Linked DNA regions of Mus musculus: all the other regions are linked to region 2. Evidence: chromatin contacts called from public HiCAR-type and promoter capture Hi-C data. All regions are on one chromosome and are shown on one strand. Each heading gives the region's core, a stretch centred on a gene start, on an enhancer-like site or on the middle of the called end of the contact. The rest is flanking DNA. Distances are from core to core; before and after follow the strand shown. Region 1 holds the start of Elmod1 (ELMO/CED-12 domain containing 1). Region 2 holds the start of Dmxl2 (Dmx-like 2). Region 3 holds the start of Acat1 (acetyl-Coenzyme A acetyltransferase 1).

Evidence for each region. Promoter capture Hi-C pulls out the DNA fragments that hold promoters and counts their contacts. HiCAR-type assays count read pairs that join an accessible place to other places.
Region 1: a contact with region 2 is called in a HiCAR-type map of astrocytes, with 2.2 times the contacts expected there. The contact joins the promoter of Elmod1 here to the promoter of Dmxl2 in region 2.
Region 3: a contact with region 2 is called in a promoter capture Hi-C map of liver, with 2.7 times the contacts expected there. The contact joins the promoter of Acat1 here to the promoter of Dmxl2 in region 2. A contact is called at or near these places in 2 of 39 promoter capture datasets (both in liver), 1 of 484 Hi-C or Micro-C datasets (liver) and 1 of 115 datasets of contacts at active chromatin or transcription factors (astrocytes).

Annotation. Positions count from the first base shown.
Region 1 is chr9:53,973,457-53,977,606 of GRCm38.p6, forward strand. It overlaps Elmod1 (ELMO/CED-12 domain containing 1), which reads right to left and starts at 1,845. Exons shown (of 11, transcript NM_177769.4): 1 at 1,569-1,845.
Region 2 is chr9:54,500,337-54,504,269 of GRCm38.p6, forward strand. Dmxl2 (Dmx-like 2) reads right to left here and starts at 1,290. Exons shown (of 44, transcript NM_172771.2): 1 at 1,015-1,290. The coding sequence starts at 1,101.
Region 3 is chr9:53,608,781-53,612,876 of GRCm38.p6, forward strand. It overlaps Acat1 (acetyl-Coenzyme A acetyltransferase 1), which reads right to left and starts at 1,570. Exons shown (of 12, transcript NM_144784.3): 1 at 1,433-1,570. The coding sequence starts at 1,495.

The DNA of each region.
Region 1 (4,150 bases), core at 595-3,094, 530 kb before region 2:
GCCTCCTCCTTGTGTGTGCAGACTTGCAAGAGAGAATTACTGTCTCTCTTATTCTTCACAAGAAGGCTTGAGTTCTTGGCCAACAAAAGAATTCCTTATAGATGGGTCAAGATTACCTATGTGTCTCCCACACACCTGGGGTTGGGCCGGGGGAGCTGACTGTCTGTAAATCCACCTTAGGATACTGACAACTAGGCAGTGTGTCAGTTTACTGGTTAATTGTGATGGCGCAACACGAGTTACGTAGTTCAAAGCGTAAGTCTGCTACAATCCAAAAAGTGCCCTGAAATAAAACATTATTTTGCTGTTTTTAACCTCAATGTCTTACAGAGAAAGCACTCATCTTTTCCCATAAGAGAGGGTAAGAAGAAATATCTCCTAAGGGTGAGGAAAAACAAAAATGTGTGCCTTTGGCAAAATTTCAACCAGATTGATCTCAAATGAAACTTCTAGGGAGAGAATGACCAAGACTGTTGTTACTCCGTGTTGTCATAAGACAACAAGGAACTATGACGTTTATTCCAATGTAGGCATGCTACTACCTGCTTTCCACCATATTGGCAATAGCAGTTAAGGACGGTTGTCAAGCGACCGACACAACATGCACACACTGCTGAGATGCAGAACAAAGCCTGGGTGGCTGCCTAAAATCGGTCTCTCCAAATGACAGCCCCAATTTATGACACCAGTCTAAGGCTTGCGGGGATTTGCGACGTCTTTTTCTCTGTTGGTGGGGAAGAAAGAGATGAAATTTGGAGAGCTCCAAGCAGTGGCCTGGGCTTCCATCTGTTTGTGCGGGGCAGAAAGGCTTACACACATATTCATTAAACTTGATCTGAAGCGAGCGAGTCTGTGAGGTCGTTTCTGAAATATTCATAAGGTCTGTTACCGGACTCGCCACTTAGAGGTTGAGCAGAAACACGACGAGGGGGAGCAGTTGGTGCCCACACTTGGAAATAAAGGCACTAGGAAAAACAGCACACCTCGCTCCACTGTTCCTGTTTTAACAGCTCCTCACGGCTGCTCTCCGCCCGCCTGTTCAATTGCACCTGCCCAGGAGATGCTCCAAGAGTGGAGTTTCCTGGAGTAGAAGGAGGTGCGCTCGCCAGCCCTGCAGACCTGGCTCAGGGTGGAGGCTCAGAGACCTCTGGTTTACAGCTCTGCCACTCTGCCGCCTGGCACCGCCCCGGGGCCTGACCGGCAGGACAGAGGGCTCCTTAGGGGCCAGGACCCTCCACTTGCCCCAGCCAGGCCGCTCTTTGTTCCCGCTTGGGATTCCTCCCTAAGCACCAGCAGTGGCGTTCAGTCGCTAGGCGACCTGCGCCCCAGGGACGCAAACAGCTTCCAGCGCTGACCCGCAGCGCCGCGGGTTGTTATTTCCCGGCTCACGATGAGAAAGAGGATTTAGTCTTGGGTGACTCGGGCGCTCCGGCACCCAGGTAGTGCGCACTTTCATTCACGTCCCCTCACTGTCCCCATTTATTTTGTACCCTACACACACAGGTCAGCTGCCACCTCTCTTTTTTCCAAGGGCATTCACCCTTGGCTCCTCTAGGGTCGCGACTCACCGGAGCAGAGACAGTGGTGGGCTCAGCAGCTCTGGGATCGCAACAGTGTGGTCTCCATCTCCGCCTTCGCTCCTGCTACGCACTAGCGACCGTGATCGCCGCGGCTGGTCCCCGAGCGGATGCTGGACAGAGGCGGCCGCGGCTGCCGCACTGGCTGCGGGCGCGGGAGGGGCGGGGGCGGGGCGGGAATCTGGGTCGCGTGGAGCCCTGCAAGCCGGGTTGCACCCTGGGCAGCGGGCAGAGAGGAGGCGACCGAGAGCAGCTGGGGAGGGCGTGCAGAGGTTTCCCTGGGAGCAAGACGCTGGCGGCTACTGAGCATGCTCAGTCGCGGAACCCCGGGGCGCGGGCGCGGCGGGGAGGAGTGAGCTCAGGCCCCCGCGCCAGAATGTGGGAAGAAAGGGTTAAAACTGCGCACTTGGCCGCAGTGGCCTAGTTTAACTGTGCAGGAGTCAGAGTCGACCACCCCTAAAGAAGTCCAGGGTTGTGAACCTGGGAAGACCTGTCAGTGGGATTCCTGAAGAATCTAGGGCAAGGAATGTTCTCCAGTTCCTCTGAGGTGGATTATCCAGAAGGCAAAGTTTGTTTTTAGTTTATTTGTTTTTTTACCTCCTCCCAATTCAGATACCCAACCCTCACTTGCTTTCCTGTGTGTTCTGACTCCCCCCAGGCATCCCCTTCCTCTCTTGATTCTTGGACAGGTCAGGTGAAGTTGTCAAAGAGCCAGTTCTTTAATTAGGTGTAACTGAGAGCCCCGGTGGGTCTTCCCTGGCCCAGGCCTGTGTTTCATCGAGGGTTTCATAAACAACAGCTCATTACAAGTTTAAGTATAATGGGATAAATTATAGATATCCTGGTCTGCAATTATTTGGGGGGAACACTGCCTTCTTGCAGTGGAATGGCTGAACTCCCGAACACCCACACCCTTCCTCAGTCCTATTTTCGGTTTTATGTAGAACGTCTTCATAGATAAGAGTTTCCGAACAACACAGGGAAACTGACTTCTTCAAAAGGCTTTGATTTTGCTCGTGGTGTTCCGATCTTCTGGTTTACCTTACCCTTTCCGTTCCCCTTCATGACGACCTACTCACTCTCTGTGATCAATGTTACCTTCTCTGAAACGTGGCTGCAATACAAGTTAATGCCTGGCTGTCAGAGATCATCTGGACACGCTGCTGTCACATAGTAGAGTTGGTTACTGCTGTATAAGAAGGTCAAACAACCAAGCCAACTGTTTTGTGCAGGCACGGAACAATGTGCTGAGAAAACAACAACAAATAAGACAGACAGGTTTTTCTCCTCAGAGAATTTACAATCTGTTGAAAACGACAGGCAAGCCAGAATGGCGGCAGCACTTGGGAAGCAGAGGCAGGTGGATTTCCTGAATTTGAGGGCAGCTTGGTCTACATAGTGAGTCCAATAACAATCACAAAACCAGAGAAAGGCAACAAATACCTAAAATGGAGAGTATTATCAAGAATAAAGGTCAAGTTGTTTTTGACTTTGTGTTACCCATCAAATGAATCTACCGAGACTTGACTTATCTCTGAAACAATGGATAATAATATTAATAATGGCCTCAGGCTAACCAAAATGTGTGGGTCCTTGCTAGTCTGTTGTTAAACCATTGATTTTTTCCCCCTTTCATTTGATTCCATCAGCTAAAACTGTTCTAATCTCAAATTATTTGTAGGAAGAACTTGCCATCCCAAGTAATGAGTAGGAGGCGTGTGTTGTGGGAGACAGAGCAGTTGTATTGTATCTATTATCTAATTGGAGGAACAGTATTTGTTAAATGGCCAAAGTCAACCGAGATTCCCAAATCTCATGAGTCTCTTCTCATGTATTATCTGTATTTACAGAAATAGTTATTCTCCAAAATATATCATTTGACTCATTGCACCTTCCTGCTGTCTGGATTGTGTAAGTATTTCGCTCGATCCTGTTGTTGTCTGAGCTTAAGAACCAGCTCTCCTGAAGCTTGTTTGATTATGGGTGTCCATGATGACTAATGACTAACCACTTTGACACTGTATAATGTGGGCACCTCCAGGGTTAGATCTCATTCATCTTTTTATTAAAGAACTTAGCAGATGACTAGTGGGTGGGGGATCCTCAGTGAGTTTACCGACTACAGGAATGCTGGGCCTTCCGACCACATTCTTTTTAACAGGTCTTCCTAGTAACCGTGGAATAAATTCCACAATCATGACACTTAACTTGGCCCTTGCCTGGTCTATGGATTTTTCCATTAGCCACAAATTTACTTTTTTTTCTTCTGGGTTTTGAGTTACTTTTGGATTTAGAAAAGAAGAAGAAGAAGAAAGAAGAAGAAGAGGAAGAAGAGGAAGAAGAAGGAGAAGGAGAAGGAGGAGAAGGAGAAGGGGAAGGAGAAGGAGGAGGAGGAGGAGGAGGAGGAGGAGGAGAAGAAGAAGAAGAAGAAGAAGAAGAAGAAGAAGAAGAAGAAGAAGAAGAAGAAGAAGAAGAAGAAGAAGAAGAAGAAAGGAAGGAAAGAAGGAAGGAAGGAAGGAAGGAAGGAAGGAAGGAAGCAGCAGCCAAGTGTGATGCACACCTTTACACCCAGC
Region 2 (3,933 bases), core at 40-2,539:
GTTGAGGTTTTTTTTTTTAAATGAATCACAAAACATTAAAAACAGATAAAGTGTTCCAGAATGCAGTGCTACATAATGATTCTGCAGTTTTGCTGTAATTTTTCCTGCAGTTTTACAAACATGCTGCTGTAGACATCAAATCAAATGGTTCCCGTTGTCTAAAAAGCATATTACTAAGCAATATCCAATTTAATTAAGCATAATGATTATCAATATGTACTTAATAGAGGTCTCACTAATACAATTCCTTCTAAGAAGGACCATGTATATACTTAATATAAAAAACATTATTAATCCGTGTGAATCTTACAAAATAATCTCTGGGAGAGCTTGATTTTATCAGCCTTTTCTCAAAAAAGGATTGATGAATCCCACCCATCTGGCTGAGAAACTGACTATGTCGTGTAGGGAGGTGCTGGTTTCCAAAACGCTATGTTTACATACATTTTTATCACACGCCCAAGGAAAGTCTTAAAATGTAACACTGCTTCAGGCTTTAAAAAAATTAAAAAAAAAAAAACTAGCTTGCAAAGATTAAGTTAATACCTGAAAGGATTACCGAAACGGAACCCTGAGCTAGATAAGACAGGCCACTCATGAAAAGGTGACTTCCATTCTAACTCTTTCAGGGAGAGAGCGGATTTTTCTATTCCCGTATGCTAAAATTCTACCTAGGGAGATACAGAGGGCGCGTTTAAAGCCGCAGGCAGCTCGGGAGGCCAGGGAGCAGCACCGCCTCCATACCCTGAGACCAAGACCGTTCGCTGCCAGCCAGGAGCAGGTGGAAGCCGCCCCGGGCTTCGGCCGCTGCCAACACCTCCCTCCCGGCACCGCAGACCCCGGGGCTGCCCCGAACCTTCCATCCCCGCCACCCGCGCACTCACCGGGCGGGCGGGCGGGCGGACGAGGGCGGTGATTCCTCATCCTTCCCCTACCCCCGCCCAAGCCCAGAGCCCAGGGGGCGTGGGTGGGCTCGTCGCTCACGGCCCTACGGGAGGCCCCAGCTCTGCTCACCGTGAAGGGGACGTCCCCGACGCTGCCCACCGAATAGCAGTTGTCCCCAGGGTTGACAGCCCCGGTGAGGACCTGATGCAGATGCATCTCGGGATTCCGGCTGGAATGAGCTCTGCGCCAGAGGAGGACGAGTCCCGCGCCCGGCCGCAGCCGCTCTTCCTGTGCGTCCTCGGGACTCAGCGCCCCGCTCGCCTGTCGTCTGCCGGCCGCCGCCCGGCCATGAGAGGCTCCGGCCGCCGCAGCCCGACCGCCGCTCGGCTGCGGAAATGCCCGGATGCTCCCACGGCCTGCCGCACCGGCGCACAGTGCGGGCGCAGGGCCGCGGCGCGTGCGAGGCGGGGGCGGCGCCGGAGAGCGCGCAAGCGGGGCGCGTGCGAGGCCGTCACGCCGCGCGCCAGGGAGAGGCCGGCGCGCGCCCGGCGCGGGGACGCGGCGCGCAGGCAAAAGAACGCGCTCACACGGGAAGCCACGCTCTCGGCGCCGCGCGTGCGCGTGCGCGCGCCACCGTCTCCAGGACAACTGCGCGCGCCGCGACGCGCGGACCCTCTGTGCCGGTTGCGCGCGCAGACCTGCGGGAGTTCCCTGGGAGCCCGGGGCCCAGACCTCCAGGGGCGGGGCCAGGGGGCCGGCCTGTTTTGCTAAGTGTTTAAGCGTCTCTCGAGGACAGCGCGTGCTGGTCAGTACCGCTGACCTCAGGGGAAGGACACTACCATCACTGGGCAATCCCATGATCTTAAGGTCCTTCTGTCTACTTTAAAGTATGCAGCATCTTACAGCCTTTAAGGGATGCTGAACTCCCCCGACAGCAAATTGTTGTGCTCACACTTTTTCTCACACGTCCCCCTAGAGACCGGTGATCCCTCTATCTAAAAGTGTTTTTCCCCCAGGGTATGATGTCATGAAGTCGCAGAATCGCCTGCTTTTCCAGGCTGTCTGCTAATTTGAAATCAGATCCCTGCCCCCACTACACACACACACACACACACACACACACACACACACACACACACCGGGTCAATTCTTTGCGATTTTTAGCTCAGGTTGTAGAAAAGAAACCGCGGCACGGAACAAAGGTTAACGAGGAAAATTTAAGACCAAACACGCACAAGGCTTACAAAAGATACAAAAATCGATGAGGTTACAATATGTTAACTAGGGGGCTGGAAGGATCTCTCTGAGGACATAGAGTAATGAGTCCCTGGATTCAATTTTGACAGGCTAGGAGCAACTAGGAATAAAGCATTATAATAAAGAAATTAGGAGAGCTAGAAAGTAAAATGTACGGGGGAGACACTAAGTTCAATGCTTGAGGCAGGTATATCAGTTAGGGGAAAGATATGATAGTTAACAAGAAATACACGCACCCAGGGGGGCTCTATGTCCAGGGCTTTCGAGACACTGAATCCACTGAGAAGCCCAGATTTTGTTCTGCCTGTCCTAAAGGCTATCTGCTACTTCTCAGCTGAAATGTATAATCAGGTGAATGTGCCGAGGGTGGAGAATGGAGGCAGATTCCGCATGTTTACTGTTCCGGGAAAGCAGCATCAGTAATCAACTAATTCCCAGCGACCTAAGGCATATCCCTTTTCATCTATAGTGGCATAAACCCCCAGGCTAAGATCTCGGGGAGGGGGGGAGTCACTCCCCACCTCCACCCATCCATTTCTCTTCACAATCCATGCACCTCACCGGCTCCCCAGCCCTCTACCTGTGGCTCCGCCTTCACGGCTTCTCGCTTAACTACCCTAGTTGCCGCCCATGTGCTGTCTTCAGTACATTCTCTCTCCAATCCATCCAGAGAAACAGTCTCTGTTTGGTTTAGGGCGTACTGGGAAGCGAAGCCAGGACCTGGCCCCAGCTAGGTAAGCCCTCTGTCACTGAGCTACGCCATCAGCCCCGGAGAAACCATTTTAATCTGTAGTTGCTCCCTTTCCCTAGAAGTTAAAAGTCCACATTCCTCAACTTGTTTGACAATCCATTCAATCTAGTTTTGCCTAATCTCCCTGTTTTAGCTCAGGCTGTTCTATTACCCACTAGTTTCCAGCCCCCCTGAATCAATGCCGTTCTTCAGAGCATTCTAGGGTTTTTTTTGTTCTTCCCTGACTTGACTCATGTTCTTTGTACTCTCTGTAATGCCTTCCTCCCCTTGCTGATCTGAGACACCATGACTATCTCCAAATACCTTATGGCTTCCTCCTTTGTGACACTCATAACCCACCCCCAATAATATGTTTGTCTATGCTGTGTGTTTGTTTACTAGATTCCATAGACATTTCAAGTTAAGGTCAGTATTTAATTTTCCCTAGTACTAGGATTGTAGAACTTTATTGACATATAAGAGTAAAAGCTAAATAACAGCATCCAGCCAGGCATGGTAGCACATACCTATAATTCCCAGAATTACAGAGCCTGAGGCAGTAGCAATACTTTAAATTCAAGGCCAACCTAGAATACATACCCAGATCCTGTCTCAAAAAACCAAATCCTCATACTAAATTTGTTGTCATTTCTATCTCTTTTGTAAATCTCATTTTATTTTTTTTAAAGATTTATTTATTTACTATATGTAATGACACTGTAGATGTTTTCTTCAGACATTTTTTCTTCTCGCTCTGGCCCAGCCCCTCTTACTCACTGTAGCTGTCTTCAGACACCCCAGAAGAGGGCATCAGATCTCATTATGGAAGGTTGTAAGCCACCATGTGGTTGCTGGGATTTGAGCTCATGACCTTCGGAAAAGCAGTTGGTGCTCTTAACTGCTGAGCCATCTCTCCAGCCCCATTTCTATCTTTTTATTTCTATCTTTTGACGCTACATGCAATTTACTGAATTCTGGGAAATCATTGATTCTGTATATTTAGTGATAAACAGCTGGCCATGAATAAAAAATAGAAAGCTATGTGACTAAAAAGAAACACA
Region 3 (4,096 bases), core at 320-2,819, 890 kb before region 2:
TCAAAGTCAGATGACCTAGTTAGCAAAACCACTAGAAAGAGAGTAATAGTAATGGTGGGGAGGGGGAGGAAGGAGAGTGGGGCTGGGGCGGGGAGAGAGGCAAGAAAAGGGAGGGGAGGAGAAGGAAGGGTCAGAAGGAAAAAGGCACACGAGTCTTTCTTGGGAACACTTTTTTTTTTTTATGCATATGAGTACACTGTAGCTGTCTTCAGACACACCAGAAGAAGGCATCAGATTCCTTTTTTTACAGATGGTTGTGAGGCACCATGTGGTTGCTGGGAATTGAACTCAGGACCTTTGGAAGAACAGTCAGTGCTCTTAACCACAGAGCCATCTCTCCAGCCCCGGGAACACTTATTTTACGAGTGAGGTTCTGCCCATCTCCAGATGAGAAAATAGACTATCCCTCTGGCTTTCCTATTACTGCAGTCACCCAGTACTTATTGTTTTTTTATCTTTCGGAGACTGGGTATCTCCAAATTGCCCACGTGGGTTGAAATCCTTGATCTCAAGCTCCTCTTGCCCGAGCAGCAACTCAAGTAAGATTCATTTTATAGTTTGTTTGCCCTCAGCTTCCAGCTCCAAGCCTCGGGCCCTCAATTATTCTTTCACAATCTCTTGCAGAGCAATGCTCTCTTTCAGCTCCTATTGCCAGAACTACCCGTTTCGGCGAACCCTGATTTTCTCAGAAACAAAACCACGCAAACCTAACTCCAGACTCTTAAAGACTGACCGACAAAGTCTAGAATGTCACCTTTGGAAAGTACAAAGTGTTCGCCGAACACAACCATCAGAAGCGAGGCACTCACTTCAAATAAAAATTATTTCTTGTACTGTCTCAGTAGCCATCTTGTTAGTTTTAAGACAATCTTCTGATTGCCATATAGTGCCTGAGCTCTGATTAAGACAATTAATTAAACCAATGATTAGCCAGGTGGTGGTTCATGCCTTTAATCCCAGCACTCTGCAGGTGGAGGAAGACCAATGAGCTCGAAGCCAGCCTGATCTTGAGAGAGAGAGAGAGAGAGAGAGAGAGAGAGAGAGAGAGAGAGAGCGTTCCAGGGCAGCAAGGGTTCCACAGAAAAACCAGTGGAACAAAATACAAACCAAACCCCAAAACTCAAACCAATCAAACAAAAAAACAAGGAAAAGGAAATCACAAGGTCACAAAAACGTCTTAGAAACTCCTGGGCCTACAGAGAGACTCAGCTCTCTGCAGTCTGGGATCGCGCCTGGTCAGGCCCAAGCTTTGCTGCACAGCTGATGCGGAGCGTGACAGTAGCACAGACTGACAGGTGGACTGACACACGACGGCGCAGGCACTCGATCCCCAAGGCGCTGGTGCTGAGCGCTGTGGCCCACGAGGACGGACCTCGCGGGCGGCTGGTGGGCTCCCCGATCCCGGCCCACCCCCGGAATCGACCCTGCTCACCTGCAGCAGCCCGCGAAGCAGAGGCCTGCGGACGACGCCGTGCAGAGCCACCAGGGCAGCCATGGAGACGCGAAAGGCTGTCAAGGGCAGAGAGACGCGCCGCGGCCTCCACTTCCCCACCGCAGAGCTTGCGACGTCGTGGCGGGCACCGCCCCGACCCTCTCCTCCAATAGCAGTCCAAGATCGCTGCGCTTGGCGGCGATTGGCCCGTAGCCAGAGGGCGGGGCCTGGCGCTTGGCCCGAGGACTGAGCTGAGGCTCTCCTGGACCAAAAAAAAAAAAAAAAAAAAAAAAAAAAAAGGACTAATGACCACGTGGCTTGACACCTAGGTGGTGCACGCTAAACTGTTGATTGTTGATGCCAGTTGTTTCTGCCTCCAGATGCCTGTAGTTTTCGTGCAGTCCGAGACTTTCCATTCACTTTGCCGTGCCTGATCAGGTGACTGTATTACCCAGACAAAGGATGTTGGTAAATGTTTCCAGCAATTCCCATTATATTCATTTATAATACAAATAAACCAATTTCTTACGTTAAAAGAATGTTGAAGTTGTTTTTCTGTAGGATGCTAAGTAAAATACATATTACTATCTAAACTTCACTGAGTAATAATAAGATTACATCAACTTTCAAAGAAACTCCCCGCAGGCTGGGTGTGATGGGACACACTCAGGAAAGAGGCAGGTGGATCTCTATGAGTTCGACGCCAGCCTGGTCCACATAGCGAGTCCCTGAACAACTAAAACTACAGACGGAGACCCTGTCTCCAAATAATTAAAACAAAACAGAAACAGTGCATTAACTGATATTACATGATAATTCTCACATTTGTGTAACCCATTGCTAAGGCTAGTTGGAGGATTGTTTTGCTTAGGTTTTGTTTGGTTAGTTTTTAGATAGGGTCCCACGGTGTAGCTCTGGCTATCCTGGAATTCACTATGTAGACCAGGATGGTCTTGAGCTCACAGAGATCTTTCTGTCTTTGCCTCCCTAGTGCTGGTATTAAAAGCACTATGCCAGGCCATTTGCTGACTTTGAATCTTCAGTTGGGGATAGCAGATCTTTCTGCTTGTGACATTAATTTTCCTTGATGTAAAACAAAAGGCACAACATACAAATTGAACAATTTACTTCAAGTCGACTTGTTTCATGTAATTGTGTGCACTCCTGTGTAGGCCAAGGGTAAACCTCAGATAACTCCCTCTGAGACTCTCTGCTGCTTTTTGTTTGGTGTTTTTTGTTTTGTTTTGTTTTTGTTTGTTTTGTGAGACAGGGTCTATCTCTCCTTGCACTAGAATGGCTGGCTAATAAGCCACCATCTCTACTCCTTCAACCCTATCCACCCATCCATGGAACTGGGGCTACAATCAAGGGCCACCACGCCTAGCTCTTTACATGGATGATGCTCTAAACGCTTTCTTGTGATGCAAACACTTTGCACACTGAATCATCTTCCCAGACCCTTTTGGGGTAAAGTGTGTGTATGTGTATATGCACCTTTGTGTATCTGCACCAAGTGCATACAGGCGCCTGAAGAGGACAGTAGAGGGCGTCAAAACTCCTAAAACTGAAGTTGTAGGTAGTTGGGAACTGTCTGTTGTGTTCTGAGAGCTGAACCCAGGTCCTTTCTAAGAGCTGATAGTATTTTTAACTGCTGAACCATAAGCCCCACTTTTGTTTTGTTTTTCAAGTTAGAGTCTCATGTAGCCTAGGATGCACTCAATCCCACTAGGTAGTCAAAGATGACCTTGAAGTTCTACTCCTCCAATGTCCACCTTTAGATTGCTGGCAACAGAGGTGGGTATTGATCCCAGGTCTTCATATAATCTAGGCAAGTATACTAAGCTATCTCTTCACTATGAAGCCTACCGTTTCCTTGCATGGTGGGGGTGTGCCTTCCTCATTAAGATACTCACTATATCAAAATGTCTTGGGTGATTGGCAAAGCTTTGGGATGGGCTTCTATAAGAAGCCTACACATCTTCAACATGGTTTTTGTTTTGTTGGGGTAGTTTTGGCTTGTCTGTTTGTTTTGGAATGTAATTGGCAAAGGAGGGATGAATGTCCCACAGCGTGAATGTGGAGGTCAGAACACTCGCTGGAGTAGACGCTCTCTCTTCATAACATAGGGCCCTGGGATCAAACTCAGGTGACAGGATTGGTAGCAAGGTCCTTCACCCACTGAGCCATCTGTGCTGGGCATGGTGGTGAACACCTTTAATCACAGCATTTGGGGGGCAAAGGCAGGTTGATCAGAGTTCCAGGACAGCCACAGCTATCAGACACAAAAATCATCTTACTTACTACTTCAATCTCATTGTTATGTGTGTTCTTTTTAGTTTTAGCAGGCTATAATTGCCTATAAATTTATTTTTTCTAGATTTTCAAATTTGATGGAATATAAGGATTCAAAGTGGTCGAGACGCTAATGTTCATTGTAATTTTTTTCTGCTCTAATTTTATTAATTTGTATTTTTGTATTTTGGCTAATTCAGCTGGAGGTTGTCATTCTTGTTTTTTTTTTTTTTTTTTCCCCCAAAAAGCTATTGCATTGGTTCTTTGTTTACAGCCATTAGATTTGGGGGGGGGGGGTTGGCTTTTTTCTGAGACAAGGTTTTGTCTCAAGGCCCTAATTGGCCTGGAACTCACTGTAGTCCAGGCTAGCTT